3 separate regions of the Sus scrofa genome follow, and regions 2 and 3 are each linked to region 1. A link is a contact called in public Hi-C and HiChIP or PLAC-seq data. All regions are on one chromosome and are shown on one strand. The core of a region is the stretch at or near the end of the contact, and the rest is flanking DNA. Distances in the headings are between cores, read along the strand shown. Region 1 has its middle 210 kb from the start of RPLP1. Region 2 has its middle 210 kb from the start of TLE3. Region 3 overlaps LOC110262000 (a long non-coding RNA gene).

Region 1 (3,047 bases), core at 231-2,730:
TTCCCCCCTAGATCACATAGCAAGAAAGGCTGAGATGCAAGGCTTGAAGCCAGATCCTTGGACTCAAAGTGATGCATGTGAAAGCAAAAGAGCATCACTCCCCATCCTGGAAGCTGTGTCTGAAACCAGTCCCCATGCTCCTCAGTCCCTGAGGAACTTTGACTTTCAGCATGTAAGCTTGTGTGCCAGGAGGGATTACAGAGAGAAGAAAGCTCTGAAGTGCTTCCAGGCAAGAGGGGTTGTCTTGGGAAAAACCATAGCCTGGGGGAAAGAGTCCTGGGGTTCAGATCCTGATGCTTTGACCCACTTCATGTCTGAGAAACCCCAGTTTCCTCATCTGAAAATAGGAGGAAAGACATTGATCTGCCTTAAAGGATTTCTCTGAGGACCTGATAGAGGGTGGGGTGAAAATGTTTTAAAAACCCTACAAAAGCTGAGGTTCTTGTTTCAATGTAGGAATGCTTCAGCTGCAATGAATGGGACAGGCAGCTATAGTGGTTTGACCAGCTGAAGCTTTATTTTTCTCATGAAATTAGAAGTCTCTGGTGAGTCTGTACAGGGTAGAAGGTGATATAAGAATGCCACTGAGCCTCTGGCCTCTTTCTGTTTTTCTGCACTAATGTCATCCTCATGCGGCTGCCTCATAACCACAAGGTGGCTGCTACACCTCCAGGCCTTGTGTTCAAGTTCTAGGCAAAAAAGGTGGCGTGGGGGGCAAGGAGGAGGAAGAGTTGGTGCCTATATTATGAATGAAAGTATTTTCTTAGAAATATCATAGCTCATTGGCCTGAACTCTAATCAAAGGGCCTGCTTCTAGGTATGCGGGTGGTCAGAGATGTGAGCATTTGTAGCCAGGCCCCCCACTAGCCTGATCAAACCCAGGATTTTGATGGAAAAGGAGAGGCTAGGGTCCATGGTGTGTGGCAGCTGGCCGTGCCCACCATAGAGCTGGACATTGAATTCACAGGGATCTTTTATATGCAGTCTCTGGGTTGGCGTGAAGGTGAATCAGGTGGCCTCAGCCTTTGAGGAAAAAGTGGATCACAGTATCCGACCATCAGAATGGGAAACAGAGGTGGGCTGGAGGCAGAGAATGGTGGGGGCTGCTGCACGTCTAGGAGGCCCAGGGGTAGAGGTTCAGTCATCCTTCCCTCCCTCCCCCCTCCCTCCTTCTCATTTGTTCAGTTGCATGCGTCCATCCCCCCACCCCACACCCCCCAACTCCCCACAGGGCTGGGAAAGCTGAATCCGCGGAGCCCATTTCTAGCCACTGTGTTTGTGTATGTCTCCACCCGAAGATGTCTAACCACAGACTTCCTCTTGACTCCTGGCAACAGAGAGAAAACAAAACCACAGCAGCTTTCATTGCTGAAAACACAAAACTGCCTCTATTTCTGGGAGGAAACACTAAAGACTCCAGTCCAAGGAGCCTCGGTTGGGCAGTCAAATCTCCACACTGTGCACAGTGAGGTCCAGGCGGGAGGCAGCCATGAGCTCAGGGGTCAGTAGGCCGAGGGGCGGGGCACTGACCGCTCTGGGAACCTGGGACCTTCACACACACTCCCCGACCCCGGCAACGCTGTTAGCCTCTGGGGCTGATTTTGATTTCAAGCAATCCGTGTTTTTCCTTTCTCTTATTTTCTGTGTTATTCATTTCACCTATTGATGAATTCCTATTTCATACTTTCTTCTCTTGTTTATTCGTTTTTCTCATTTCTTCTGATGTGTTTTTGGCGCCTTTATTTTTCATCTTCCTTAATAATGAAGGCATTTCAGGGCCGTACATTTTCCCCCGAGTTGAGATGTTTTCTGAATCCCATAGGTTTTTGAAATAAAAAGTTCCCCTTTTCATCTCTTTCTAGATGATTTTTAACCTCGGTTTTAATATTTCTTTTGATCCATGGGTTATCTAGAAGAGTGTTTATTAATTTCTAAGTACTTAAGAATAGTCTCAGCCACATTATTTTTTTTTATTTAAAAATTTTGGATTAGAGTCATAGACGGTGGCCTGTAACATCTCCAATTAATTTTTTTCCTTGTGTCCAAGTATGTAATCAAACTTTATCAATGTTCTATGGTGAAGGGAAAGATGAACTGGTCAGAAAAGAGTGGAATTCCACAATGTCCTGGTTCTGCAGACACAATGCCCAGTTCCAAATCTTCTACCCCTTTCTAGCTGTCTATCTGTCCACGGAGAAAATATAGAGTTTTTGAGCTTTACTTTCCATCTTTAAAATGGGAGCAATAGTGATAGCCACCTCTTTGCTTTGCTGTAAAGATAATTAGGAGATTGTGTATGTAAACGTGACTGGAATGGGGCCTGGCATACTAAACAGAAATGTTGCTATTTTTGTTGTTTTTGCAGAAAGGAAGGAACCTTTACTGTCTGTGCCCTGAGCTTTATTCCCAACCCAGAACTGTGGTTTATGGTTATTGTGGGGACTAGAAGAAAAGAGGAAATGGGTGGCTCAACACAGCCATCACCCTTCCCACGAGGGGAGGCATCTGTGGCCCAGAAGGATGGGGCCACTTGCCCACGGAAGCACGGCAATTTGGTGGCCAAGCTAGGCTTCAAACCCAGGCCTCAATCGGCCAATCCTTCCCCCTCTGCTGGCAGTTGATCTAGTTTCTCTCTTGAAAGAAGAGGCACTTGACCCAAGATTAGCCTCCGAGATGCTGGGAGGGCTGGAGGCTCTGGCGGGGTGACAACTTCTGAGCTTGTCATGTTATACTCTTGCCATCTGGGAAGGGTAACCCTGAGGTCAGGAAGTTCCAAGAGAAGATGTAGAAAGAGGGTTAGGATTGGGCATAGCTGGATGCTTTGGGCATCTCTGTTTCTTTGCTCAGTGGGGGGCAGGGGAAAGCTAAGCTTGACACGGGGAATGGTCCTCCAAGGCACCCCAAGAGGCATTGGTTGTCCTCTGGGCCTCAACCCTCCATACCAGTCTGCCACGCTTCCCCAGCCCTGACTCTGACCCCAGCAAAGCCCAGTCCTCCTGGGGACCCTGTTGTCATCTCTAGCAGGTATTTTCTGGAGCAGAGAGCAG
Region 2 (3,221 bases), core at 569-3,068, 560 kb after region 1:
ATACATTCATGTAATCACTGCCATCAAGATACAGTTTGATCATCTCAAAGATCAGCCTTCTGCTATTCTGTAGTCACACCTTTCCTCCCCTCAACTATCCCTTGTTCCTGGGAATCATCAATTTGTTCTCCGGCTCTGTGCTTTTGTTATTTCAAGACTATTACAAAAAAGGAAGAATGCAGCATGTGACCTTTAGAAACTGGGTGTGGTTTTTTTTTGCTCAAATGATGTCCTTGGGAGTCTCATATTATTACCTGCCTCGAAATTTCATTCACTTTGACTGCTGAGTAGTAGTCCATGGTATGAATATACAAAGTTTGTTTAACCGTTCACCTACAGAAGATATTTTAGTTGTTTCCAGTTTGAGGCTCTTACAAATAAAGCTGCTATGAAATTATGTACAGTAGAGATTTTTGTATGGACATGTTTTCATTTCTCTGGGCCAAGTGCCCAGAAGTGCAATTTCTGGGTCATATGGTAAGTGTATGTTTGGACTCTTAAGAAACGACCAGACTTTTCCGGAATGGCTGTGCTATTTTACATTTCCATTAGCAGTGTATGAGCATCCCAGTTTCTCTGCATTCTTGTCAGCATTAGTATTGTTAACTCTTTTTAATTTTAACCATTCTGATATGTGCGTAGTGATATCTCACTGCGGCTTTAATGTACATTTCCTTTTTAAATATATTTATTTAAAAAAATTTTATTGCCATAGAGTTGATTAGAATGCTGTGTTAGTTTCAGGAGTGCAGCAGAATGATTCAGTTACACACACATGTATATATCTATTCTTTTTTAGGCTCTTTTCCTTTATAGGTTATTATAAGATATTGAGTAGAGTTCCTTGTGCTCTAAGTATGCCCTTGTTCTTTATTTTATATATAGTAGTGTGTGTCTGTTAATCCCAGACTCCTAATTAATTCGCATTTCCTTAATGACTAATGGTGTTGAACATCTCTTCATGTGCTTATCTGCTATTGATACCTCCTCTTGGACATAATGTCTCTTCATGTCTTTTGCCCACTTTGGATTGTTTTCTTTCTTACTGGTTTTTTGGTTTGTTTGTTTGTTTTGTTTTTTGTCTTTTTAGGGCTGCACTCATTGCATGTGGAGGTTCCCAGGCTAGGGGTCTAATTAGAGATGTAGCTACCGGCCTACACCACAGCCACAGCAATATGGCATCCAAGCCGCATCTGTGACCTACACCACAGCTCGCCGGGTCCTTAATCCACTGAGCAAGGCCAGGGATCGAACACGAAACCTCATGGTTACTAGGGTTTGTTAACCACTGAGCCACGACAGGAACTCCTCTTTCTTACCGTTGAACTGAATTTGCTATGTATGAGTTGGAGTCCTTTATCAGATAAGTGGTTTGCAAAAATTTCCCCCTCATGATTCATTTTCATGCTCAAACCTTTGGACTTTTAAAAGAAATTTCTCATTTGCTCATCTGACAAGTTGTTTTCTAGGCCCTACTATCTGCTTTTTGGGCACTTGTCTAGGAGCTGGGAACAGGTAAGACAGGTAAGGCAGGGTCCCTGCCCATGAGGTGCTCACAGTCCAGTGTCCAGGAGTGGAACAGAGAACCAAAAAATCATATTATTTCAACACAACACAGTCAGTGGCATAAAGAGACATGGCTAGGGTGTGTGGGAACATCTGGGTGAGGAAGACAGGCCAGGGAAGATGGGTTAAGTCAGAAGGACACATCTGCTCCAGTGGGTGGGTGAGGAACCAGAGGCATTCTGAGCAGAAGCAAGAGCTTGTGCAGATATACTTGAGAAATGCAAAGTCATGGCAGCAGGGCTAGGAGGCCAGAGGGCACTGTGAGGCAAGGGCCTTGGGGAGTTTCTCGGAATTGGGTTGGCACCTTAGGAGGCACTGCCTGGTCGTGTGACCTTGGGCTAGTTAGTGAACTTCTCTCTGGCTCAGTTTTCTCATGGGCAAAATGAGCTTAGTAGTGTCTGCTTCCCAGAGACTCTGGGAGGAGAGAAAGAATGAACATGAAGCATCTAGACCAGGGTAGGATTAGGAGCTTGATGACACTGGCCTTGGAAAAGCCATTTGGAAAAAACCAGGCAGAATTGGCTTGCAGGTGGGGACTCCACAAAGTCCTGCCCTTCCTGAGGTCTCTTTCTTGGGTCCATCCCTAACATGTGTCTTCCCACCCGAGGGAAGGAACATACCTCGTCTATATGAGATCTCTTGCCCTGTGCTGGGACCAAGCCCTGGGTCCAAGGACAGCCTCCACCGATTCACTCATTCTTCCTTTGGCTCCTCCCAGCAACACCGAGACTTCCCTGGGCCACCAGCCTAGCAGTCTTTTTAATTCTCAGCAGCCTTTCTTGGAAGAGTTGCTTATCTTCAGTGTCTCCACTTCCTCGCCTGCCTCCCTGTCACTGTTGCACTTGGTGTGGTCTGGCTCCCCGCCATCCACACCCCAGGGACTTCCCTTGGGAGGTCATCGTGGCCTCTGTGACCCCGACAGACTACACTATCTCACTTGATCTCCCTGTAGCATCCCAGAAGGCTGACCACTTCCCTTCGAAGCCATTTTTCTGGTGTGGCTTTCAAGATGGTGGCCTTGCAGGATCCATTGGCAAGTTCCTGTCTCTGTCCCCACCTCTGACATGAGGGTCGTCCCCCAGCTTTCTGTCATTATGCTCCTTCCTGGTGCTTATCTGTCCCCTATCCAAGGCTTCCATCAGTTTCTTCAGTCTGAAGCCTCTTGGGTCTCTGTCCTAGCTCCAGACCTTCACACCCACCTGTCTGATCCCTAGCCATCTGTAACTCAAGCCCCATGTACATGCAATGGCTGTCAACCTCCTCCCCAGACCAGCTCCTCCTCTGCAGCATTCCATCTTTCACTGAACACAGTGTTGTCTTCCAGCTGTCGAGAACAGGGTGAGAAAATGCAGGGAAAGTGATGGCTGGAGAGGAAAGTGATGAGTCTGGTGTCCACTTATTCCCCAGGAGACAATGGGACAGGGAGGCCAGGGAGCGGCTGTCAATGTGTGGCTGGAGTTTGGGAGAGGGATCAGGGCAGGAGACATAATTTGCTGATGTTCCAGCTGAGCTGGGGGCAGACCTAAAGCCTGGCTGCAAAGCGCTGCCCTTTCCCAGGAGCCCCTCAGCCAGGGGGCCCTTAGAGGCTCAGGCCTTCCACCTCTAGGTGGGTGGGCTTGGGGTAAAAATTATCTACAACGGTAGAGAAGGAAGGA
Region 3 (2,998 bases), core at 57-2,556, 710 kb after region 1:
GCCTCAGCCTCCCAGAAAGGTGTCCTGACCCCCCTGCCCAGCCCCTGACCCCGAGGTTGGGTTCAGCAGGCAGAAGGCTTTCTGTGCTGTGCAAAAGAGCTAGAGGGCCCTGCACTGCACTGCATGCCTGGATTTTCACAGCCTGGAGTCCTGCTGATCCCCTTCCTGTGGAGATGCTGTTTGGCTTGTCCTGCTGATTTTAAAGTGAGAAGCGGGAGGACCTTTCAACTGGAATCGCATTTCCACTTCCCCGTCTCCCCCGTACACCATCACTCAGTAAAAATAGCTAATTTTAAAATGGCTGCTCTTATGATGGACGAGATTAATGGATCTTGAAGAGCAGCCAGTATACCAACTGCTCCTGCAGCCATGATGAAAGCTAATAATGTAGAAAATTCTGCCAATTCCTTTAATTCATGAATATTTAAGCCTGTGAAAAATCTGTCAGATTATATCATTTTTTTCTGGTGATTTTCCGCCTAAGTACATTCGTGGCAGCCTGCCAGTTGCTCAAGAAACTTCAGCGGGAGCAAAATCGTTTTTGTTGTTGTTGTTATTACTACAGGGTGTCGTCTTCCTGCTGAATTTATGCCCCCTCCCCGTCCCAGGACAGAGTCAGGTTCACGAGACACAGTCACAGGCAACTCCTGGGATTTACCTCCACAGGCCTAGATCCTTCTAACCCAAAGGCTGCCAGGCGCCTTTGCGATCAGAGCCATGATTTTCAAATTGTGTTCCCCGGTACTCTAGGGTTCCCCCAAGGGGTCACTGGAGGGGCCAGACTGGAAAGACTGGGTGGATGGGGCTGTGGAACATGCCCTCGCTTCATCAAGCCGTTCCGCTTTCTGCACTGAGGTTCCATGTAATTGCTCCCTGGGAAGAAATTAAAAAGGGGTTGGGAAACCACCCTTTGGCCCACCCCCCTCAAATAACTGATGGAGAAACTGAACCCCCTCAAGGATAAGTCGTTTGTCCCGGTCACATAGAACATGAGCCACGGCACCAAGCCAGTGCTCTCACCTTTCCAGCACCTTCTAGCCAACCCCTTGACTGCCCAGTGCAGTCTGTGTGGGGCAAGCAGGAAGCCCAGCTCAGACGGGGTGGCCACATCTCCCCAGCCACCATGGACGGGCCTCTCTGGGAAGCCAAGATGTTTCCTCGCAGAAACAAGAGACAGACAATGAGCATGGTTAGCGGTGGGGAGGGAGGGGCAGCCCACTTCAGAGATGATTATCATTCAGGGACTTGGCGGGAGGAAGGAGCGAGCTGCTTTTTATAGGAACTCCAGTTCCTCGTTTCGTTCCCCTCGGGTGATTCTCCAAAGAAAGCCGGCTCGAGTCAGCTGGCAGCGGAGCCAGGAGGAGGCAGCAGCAGGGCTACGATGGCCTGAGTTCAACACTCGCCCCAGCTGGTCACGTCCTCACCGGGGCGGCCCAGACTCTGCCAGCAGCCCAGGTCAGCCCCCATCCAAAATCAACAAGTCTTTTGTGCTTCTCCTTTAGACACGGTATAATTACAGCAAACATGCATTGGCGGTGAGCAGCGAGCATGAGGCAACTGTTGAAGGATCTCAGATGCGCTGGCGGCAGGTCCTGGAGAGCAGCGCGAGGAACCGCAGCTCCAGTTGGCCCGTGCTGGCCCCGAGAACAAGGGATTTGCAGAAGTCATGAGTGGTGTGTTGGCACGGCATCCACTCCATGCCGTTCATCAGTTATTTCCTTGATCGTGGGTTGCGTTTTACCACCAAGCCAACCGACTGACTCATGCATCAGTTACTTAAAAAATAAATAAATACTCGGGGCCGGCTGTGCCTGCCGAGCTAAACACGTCAGGCTGCAGACAAAATGGGCCCCTGCTGCTTTCCCGGGTGGTTTCATTTTTCCTCTTTTTGTCTTCTTGTTTGAAAACTATGAAAGTGAAACCGCACACCTCCCCTCTGCGAGCCGCTCCATTCCCACGGTGGCTGGAGATGGGGGGGCAGGGCATTAACATCACCCCCAGCAGTGTTCCTGCTTCCATACACCAGGCTGGAACCCAGGCCCTGTGCAGGGAGGGGGCTGATGTGGGGTGACCTCAGCTTGTGGCCCAGAACCCACCCAGGTATGGCTGGCTTTATCCTCTCAACAGATTTATGAGGAAGATAGCAAAGAAATAAAAGCTTCTCGGTGTAACATTCATGCTCTGGGCCCACGCTTAGTAAGTGGCCGAGTTGGGGTTTGAACCCAGATTTGTCAGATTCCAGTGCACTTCTCCTTCCTGGACTCACCGTTCTATGAAGACTGAACATTTGGAGTGAGGTCCATGGGCTTGTTTATAGGATGACATGGTCCTTGGCCCCCACCAGGCTGACATTTAAGCTGGGGAGGCACACAGTCAAGGCTAAATTAGACAATTGATGGTTTCTCTGCCATTGTGGTTAGCACCTCAAGGAGAAGTACAGGCTGTTATAGCATGGGATGGAGGGCCCCGCCTGGCCTGGCCTGGGAGGCCTGAGGGATGAGTAGGAATTAAGTGGGCAAAGCATTCCAGGCAGAGGGAATGGCAGGACCAAAGGCCCTGAGGCCAAGAAGATGGTGTGCTGGGTGCTGATGGACACCCAGGGAGCCTGGAGCACATGGGGTGAGCAGGCCTTAAGGGTAGAGAACTGGGCAGGGGCCTCAAAGGCCAAGGGAACAGTGGAGGGCTTTATCCTAACAGCAAGGGGCAGCCATTGATGGGTTTTAAGCAGTGGCATACAGAGGTATGAGTTTTTTAAAGGATCCCCTTGGTTGCTTTTTTTTTTTTTTTTTTTTTTTTTTTTTGGTCTTTTTAGGGCCACACTAGCGGCATATGGAGGTTCCCAGGCTAGCAGGCAAATCAGAGCTGTAGCTGCCAGCCTACACCACAGCCACAGCAACACGGGATCTGAGCTGCATCTTTGACCTACACCACAGCTCATGGCAACACCAGGTTCTTAACCAACTGAGCAAGGCCAGGGATCGAACCTGCATCCTCATGG

What was found. A called contact is a pair of places that touch in the nucleus more often than the background predicts. HiChIP or PLAC-seq counts read pairs in DNA pulled down with a chosen protein or histone mark.
Region 2: a contact with region 1 is called in an H3K27ac HiChIP or PLAC-seq map of alveolar macrophages. The contact joins two enhancer-like sites. A contact is called at or near these places in 2 of 47 Hi-C or Micro-C datasets (embryonic fibroblasts and subcutaneous adipose tissue) and 1 of 2 datasets of contacts at active chromatin or transcription factors (alveolar macrophages).
Region 3: a contact with region 1 is called in a Hi-C map of retroperitoneal adipose tissue, with 2.5 times the contacts expected there. The contact joins two enhancer-like sites. A contact is called at or near these places in 15 of 47 Hi-C or Micro-C datasets (alveolar macrophages, blood, embryonic fibroblasts and 7 more) and 1 of 2 datasets of contacts at active chromatin or transcription factors (alveolar macrophages).

What each region holds. Positions count from the first base shown.
Region 1 is chr1:167,501,416-167,504,462 of Sscrofa11.1, forward strand. No RefSeq gene overlaps it. Among named protein-coding and RNA genes, the nearest start is that of RPLP1, 210 kb to the left of the region's middle. Within about 2 kb of position 1,481, at least 27 of the 83 cell types and tissues checked have an H3K27ac peak or open chromatin away from gene starts, as enhancers often do. A contact at or near this core is called in alveolar macrophages, embryonic fibroblasts, omental adipose tissue and 2 more, where this site is marked.
Region 2 is chr1:168,060,398-168,063,618 of Sscrofa11.1, forward strand. No RefSeq gene overlaps it. Among named protein-coding and RNA genes, the nearest start is that of TLE3, 210 kb to the left of the region's middle. Within about 2 kb of position 1,819, at least 11 of the 83 cell types and tissues checked have an H3K27ac peak or open chromatin away from gene starts, as enhancers often do. A contact at or near this core is called in alveolar macrophages, where this site is marked.
Region 3 is chr1:168,211,100-168,214,097 of Sscrofa11.1, forward strand. The region is part of intron 1 of LOC110262000 (a long non-coding RNA gene); the gene reads right to left. Among named protein-coding and RNA genes, the nearest start is that of UACA, 240 kb to the right of the region's middle. Within about 2 kb of position 1,307, at least 45 of the 83 cell types and tissues checked have an H3K27ac peak or open chromatin away from gene starts, as enhancers often do. A contact at or near this core is called in alveolar macrophages, embryonic fibroblasts, omental adipose tissue and 2 more, where this site is marked.